Linked DNA regions of Mus musculus: region 1 is linked to region 2. Evidence: chromatin contacts called from public Hi-C data. All regions are on one chromosome and are shown on one strand. Each heading gives the region's core, a stretch centred on a gene start, on an enhancer-like site or on the middle of the called end of the contact. The rest is flanking DNA. Distances are from core to core; before and after follow the strand shown. Region 1 has its middle 5.6 kb from the start of 4932416K20Rik. Region 2 holds the start of Ces2a (carboxylesterase 2A).

The links. A called contact is a pair of places that touch in the nucleus more often than the background predicts.
Region 1: a contact with region 2 is called in a Hi-C map of liver, with 3 times the contacts expected there. The contact joins the enhancer-like site here to the promoter of Ces2a in region 2. A contact is called at or near these places in 1 of 39 promoter capture datasets (macrophages), 5 of 484 Hi-C or Micro-C datasets (brain, liver and transition I germ cells), 2 of 115 datasets of contacts at active chromatin or transcription factors (embryonic stem cells and liver) and 2 of 9 other capture datasets (adipose tissue and macrophages).

The regions. Positions count from the first base shown.
Region 1 is chr8:104,787,528-104,790,959 of GRCm38.p6, forward strand. It overlaps the pseudogene Gm6831. Among named protein-coding and RNA genes, the nearest start is that of 4932416K20Rik, 5.6 kb to the right of the region's middle. Within about 2 kb of position 1,589, at least 10 of the 459 cell types and tissues checked have an H3K27ac peak or open chromatin away from gene starts, as enhancers often do. A contact at or near this core is called in liver, where this site is marked.
Region 2 is chr8:104,732,290-104,735,487 of GRCm38.p6, forward strand. It overlaps Ces2a (carboxylesterase 2A), which reads left to right and starts at 1,714. Exons shown (of 12, transcript NM_133960.5): 1 at 1,714-1,858; 2 at 2,408-2,612. The coding sequence starts at 1,783.

The sequences.
Region 1 (3,432 bases), core at 339-2,838, 55 kb after region 2:
TCTACCCTACTGGCCTGTGATGGACCATGATGAGCAGTATCTGCATCTGAACACCCAGCATGCTGTGGGTCGAGCACTGAAGGCCAGAAGGCTGCAGTTCTGGACCAAGACTCTGCCCCCAGAAGATCCAGGAGCTCAAGGGTTCTCAGGACAAGCATGCAGAGCCGTATCGTCCTGTGTCAGGAAAGGTGTGTGAGATTAAAAGCAGATGGTGTAATTCTGAGGTTACAAAGTCCATTTATTTATTTTTATTTGTTCCAACACTTATGTAAGCCTTTCTAATATCAGCATTTGCCCTTTCAGACATGTATGAAGAACAGTCTGTGTTATTTCTTATAATTCTGAGCAAACTTTCATTAGAGTCAATAATAGCTATTATAATAGTGTAGATATGAGCCCCAATGTACCCCCATCTTTTTTAACCCTTCACTGAGACTAGGCTCTTCATTCCTTCCTTCCTTCCTTTTTTTTCCTTTCTTCCTTCCTTCTTTCCTTTCATTATCTTCTCCCCATCCTCACTCTCCTCTTCGACAAGTCCCAGACCTTCTTGAAATGAAATGGGTGCTTCAGGGACTGTTGACTGCAGGAAATAGGTGGTATCAAATCCTGTATCCTCTCTCAGCATATTTATGATTACCATTAGAAAATCTGCTTTCTCTAAGTCCCTTTGCCTTAAGAATGCTGTTTCTAAAAGATCATAAACTACAAATTGGACTCATAGTGTACTGGCTAGTTTTGTGTCAACTTGACACAGCTGTAGTAATCACAGAGAAAGGAGCTTCAGTTGAGGAAATGCCTCCATGAGATCCAACTGTAAGGCATTTTCTCAATTAGTGATCAAGGGGGAAAGGCCCCTTGTGGGTGGGACCATCTCTGGGCTGGTAGTCTTGGGTTCTATAAGAAAGCAGGCTGAGCAAGCCAGGTGAGGCAAGCCAGTAAAGAACATCCCTCCATGGCCTCTGCATCAGCTCCTGCTTCCTGACCTGCTTGAGTTCCAGTCCTGACTTCCTTGGTGATGAACTGCAGTATGGAAGTGTAAGCCGAATAAACCCTTTCCTCCCCAACTTGCTTCTTGGTCATGATGTTTGTGCAGGAATAGAAACCCTGACTAAGACACATAGTATCTGTGGCCTCAGATGGGTGGAGGCTGAAATAGAAGGATTACATAAGTCTCCGGGCAAGCTAACAAGTCCCACATCTCTGAAACACACAAACAAAAAGAAAATTGTAACTTCAGTAACTTACAAATAGTAACAAACGTACAGTCTTATAAATTGTAAAATTTGGGGTCAAGATGTTCTCAGGGAAACCAGACTCAAGGATTACTGCTTGTGCCCTCTCCTGGTAGGATGTGTAAACAAGGCAGTTACAAGGATAATATTAAGTCCCTGCTGACTTGAACTGGGGGCAGGGAAGATCTTCCTGTCAGTGAGACTGACCATGTAGGATGCTTCCATTCTATATGTACAGCATTGATTTAAGTTCCCACTGCCAGCATGCCTCTGCTCATCATCTCTGGATAGACACACTAAGCTGGGTGTCAGTTAGATTTGAGACTGTTAATAATTATCTCATTTTTGATAGTTTGAGCGTGGATTGTTTTTATGGCACTATGGATTGATCTTAGGACTTGTGCATGTTGGGCAATGGTTCCACCCATGAACTACACCCTCAGACCACTGTGGGCTGTTTAAATGAAATTAAATTAATCTCTTTTAGGTGTCTGTTTTAGTAAGTCTGGGAAAATTCTCAAGGCGTGCAACTGTCATCAGATCAGATTTACAACATTCCCCCCTTGCTTCCCATCAGCCTTCCCTTGGGTCCTTTTCTGCCATCCACTGCCTTTAATCCCATTTCAAAGAAAACATGACATTGCTTTATCTTACTATACTGGGACTTGTCTCTAATCCAAAATAAATAAAATGTTTTGTGACTGGTTAGGTCACTTCACATAATGTGTTTGTTTCCTTTTATTGTTGAATGACATCCATGTGTGCACACAACACATTCTATCCACTCACCAGACTATGCACAATTGTTGCCCTTGTTTATTACCTCTGTTTTTGGAGACATGGTTTCTATGTAGCCCAGGAGTGCCCTGAACACATGATCTCACTGCCTTAGCAGTGTGGATTACAGGGTTATAGGGACACCCATCCTATGTTTGAGTTTTAATAAGTTGTATGGATATCCTCACACATTATTTTATGTGATCTCATGTATTACATTTTTGAATTTCCAATCTAGAGCAGAATTCCTATGTCATGAGACACCTGTTAAACATTTAAAGAAGTTGTAAGACCAGGGATATAGCAGTAGTAGACAGCTTGCCCTGCATGTACAAAGCCCTAGGCACCATAAAAAATAAAAAAAAAAAAGAAAGAAAAACCAGCTCAGATGATGTAGGCTTATAATCCCAGCTACTCAGAGAGCTACTGTAGCCAGGGATCACAAGTTAAGGTCAGCCTGAACTATACAGCAAAACTCCAGGCAAAACTGGAAAAATTACTTGTGGTCTATCCCCACATAAAAAGTTCCAAAAATGGCCTATAGGTGGCAATGGTTCTGCCTTTAATCCAGCACCCAGGTGGATCTCTAACCAAACCAGCTCAGTCAACAGGGTCTCAAGCAAGGGAGTGAGGGTTGAAAAAGGGAAAGTTAGACAAAATTATAACCTGACTGCAGCCCGTACTGAAGCTGAAACAGCTTCATGTCTCTCCAGCCTGCTTTTATATCATTCTAGGTATAGCCAAAAGCCATGGTCAGTTCTTAGATCAAAGACAAAGTAAAGCAAAGTGGGAAACAAGGAGATTATACAAGAAAGCAATCAAGCAGAGGCGTAAGCAAAAGGATCACACAGGCAATGATTAAGGAAAGTAGTAAGGGAGGGGATCACACAAGGAAGTAATGCAGCTAAGAAGTAAACAAAGCCCCATGGTCCCTGTTTCTGACATTCTTATCTGAGTCTACTTCCTTGTCTAACCCCAGTGACAAATGCCAAATTCCTAGAAGCAGCACCAAAAGCTCTCAACAGATCTCTGAGTTGCAGGCCAGCCTGGTCTGCAGAGGGAGTTCCAAGACAGCCAGGGCTACACAGAGAAACCCTGTCTTGACAAAAACAAAAGCAAAAACAAAACAGTACCGAAAAAAAAAATCATAAACATCTAACTAGACTTAGAGTGTTACTAAGATGGGGGAGGAGGAGAAAGAAGGAAGAAGAAAAAGAAGAGGAAGGGAGAGGAGGATGGGGATGGAGCAGGGGGAGGAGCAGGGGGAGGAGGAGGGAGAAGAGTGTGGAGGAGGGGAGGAAAGGGAGAGAAGAAGAAGAAGAAGAAGAAGAAGAAGAAGAAGAGGAGGAGGAGGAGGAGGAGGAGGAGGAGGAGGAGGAGGAGGAGGAGGAGGAGGACAGAAGGAGAAATGGAGTTGGTAGGA
Region 2 (3,198 bases), core at 464-2,963:
CCTGCTGTGGGTCACCAGACTCTGAAAGGTCACCAGGGTTCTCCATGCAGCAAGATCTGCTTGACTCACTAGTGACTACTGTTTGGAACATTCTTTGTTTGGATTCCTGGGCTTAGAATTGGTGTCAACTGGAAGCAGAATGGAGTTGCATCTTATCCCCTCCCCCATCTCACCCCATTCTGCAACATTCTTGGGAACACCAGATTGTCCGAGCCTTGTGGGGGATGCCCAGGATTACTTAGGGCAGATGTATATGAGGTGAATGCTTTGCAAACCCAGAGCCCGAGAAGCTGAGGTAGCAGGCCAATCTGGACTACAGAGAATATCCTGTCTTCAGCACAGAGTAGCTGAAAATGAAGAAGAAACGTGTTCACCTAATTTGAGTTCCACCAATGGCTCTTGTTCTAGAATATGGCTTTTTAGCTTACAGCCAGATGGGCATTTTGCCTGACCACACAGAATTTCATAGCTTTTTCTTTCTTAGAAGAGAAAGCTTTGTGGGCATAGCTGGGCTCTAAGCAGAACCATTTCAGTATTTGTTGTCTGTTACAAGAATGGTCAGGCATCAGTGACTGGTGCCATGTGTATGTATTCTGTATGTGTGTCTGTGGCTATGGCTGTGTGTTTGTGTCTGTGTGTGAGTCTGTGTATATGTGTGGATCTGTGTATGTGTGTGTTTGGAGTGCTTGTGCCTGTGTGTATCTCTCTGTCTATATGTCTGTCTGTCTGTCTGTCTGTCTGTCTGTCTGTCTGTCTGTCGGTCTGTCTCTCTCTCTGTGGGGCTCTGCTGAAGTTTCTTTCCAGCCCTCAAAGCCTGGAGATACTGTGAGGTTCATGTTCATGTGCTCAGAACATCTGTGAATATGTTTGACTGTGAGGTGTGTCTTGGCAACAGAATGGAAACATTAGAAGGTCCAGATATGTTCAGAAGAGCATCCTATCCCTGTCTCCCTGAGTGCCTGCCCTTGCACAGACACTTATTTCTAACTTTTACAGGCCCTCTGAGATCCTTTGGTTGCTTGTGACACAATCACTCACCTTCAGATTCCATATTATTAATTTATTGATGTCCCTAAATCTTCTCTGGGCCCTCTATTAAAAACATTATATACTTATGCCATCATACAATGGAGATGAATGTTGCTCCATCTGCCTCTGTGTCTCCTAAGCAGTTTCTCTCTGTCATTACGGGGTTCTCTCCTCTAATCCCCACGTTCCCAGGCACCCTAAATATGACAAACCTTTATCTTCCCAGGGTGCTAACTTTTGCAGGATTCATAGAGTAACTTGAAGGCCAATCCCAGGACATGACTAAAATGATGATTCTTGTAATGTCAATCTTCCACAACAGGAAGTATCCTGACTGTGTACCTATTGACAAGAGCCCTGTGGCTTCTCCTGTTGCAGCTTTCTGCTCCCTGATCTTCATACCAACACCTACATTGGGATGGTGAGGAAGAGAGTCAGGAATCATGATTCCATATTGGAGGTCAGGGATCCTGGCATTGCAGAAGGACTTCAGATGCCCTGCTGTGTCTGTCCAAGAGGCCAGGGAAGGAAGAGAAACTGCAGAGGTGGCTTTGCCTGCTTGTTGGCTCTTGTCTCCCTGTGGCTTCTGCCTTATCAGTTTTTCTGCAATAAGAACTTTGCCCCATCCAATCAAATGTCCACACCTACACCCCTAAAAGTACAAATTCCTGCTTGGACCAGGCCGATCTGTTTTTGTTTCCTGCTGTGACACTCTCATGTGCAGCAGCACAGGTTTAGGCCTGAGATTCAACCATGCCATTGGCTAGACTTCCTGGTTGGCTGTGTGTTGTTGCCTGTGGGCTCCTGCTTCTCCTCCAGCATGTGCATGGTAAGACTATCTAAATGAGCACAGGGGACTTGGGTCAGAACTGCCCCAGTTCGGCAAAGTCAGAGGCTGAGCTTGTGGGATGGAAGGCACCAGGAAGGGAAAAGGAGCTGGTGGAGAATGACAGGTGACAGTGTGGGGAATGTGTGCTTTGTAATGTCCCACCAGGGCACATGGGGCGGGGGGGGGGCATCAGAGATGTCTGAGGTTAGCACATACTGAGGAGACAACCGGGACAGAACAACAAGCAGGACATGTCCCTCCTCTGTGTGTGCTTGTGGCTAGAAATCCTACAACATTGATAATGATAATAATTCCTTCCTAATGCCAAGTGGCTCTAAGCCTGTCACTTTGTTGACTAGGGAAGAGTCCTGACAGTTTGGAAGAGGGTCAGTGGACAAGGTGTCTGTCCCTAGGGAATCTAGAAGCCCTCATCTCCTCATCCTACTACTGAACTGAGATGACCCAGGTTACCTTCCCCATGTACCATGGTGATGATGAGGTAGAAAGTCCCAAGTGTGGTGACAGCTGATGGCATCTCTCCACTTACAGGCCAGGACTCAGCCAGCCCCATCAGGAACACCCACAGGGGTCAGGTGAGAGGCAGCTTTGTCCACGTGAAGGACACTAAATCTGGTGTCCATGCCTTCCTGGGAATCCCCTTTGCCAAGCCTCCTGTAGGACTACTGCGCTTTGCACCTCCTGAGGACCCTGAGCCATGGAGTGGTGTGAGAGATGGGACCTCACAGCCGGCCATGTAAGTTCTAGACCCAGAGGACTTCAGGCCTGTGCTCTGGGCCACACTGCAGGCTTCCTCCACCTCAGCTCTATAGCAGTTTTCTGCCTATGATGAGGGGCATCTCCCATGCACGTTCTTGATGAATGTGCTAAGAATTAGAGTAGAACAGCTGTGCCAGGCTGCTGGGTCAGAGCACAGCACCTGTAGGGACTTAGTTGTAGGAACTGCAGTAAGGAACAGAGACTGAGCCCATTCTTCACAGTCCCTGTGACCATCCACTGTCCTTGTGCCATTGACTAAGGAACAAGCACACATGCTTCTAACTGGAGACTATGTGGAACAAGGAGGTACCTTATTGGTACTTGGGAGTGAAATGAAGAATGTCTCACTATCATATGGAGTGGCATTGCCCACTCATTCCTATAGTTGCTATGTGGGCACAGTACCTCAATACCCAAGTATCTTAGTTCCCTTTCTATTGCTGTGATAAAGTATCCTTACATAAGCAACTTAGTGAAGAAAGATTTTACTATGGGTCACAATCCCAGCTTATAATCAATCATAGGTGGGAAACTACAGAGTCAGATGTTTAAGAGAGCTGATT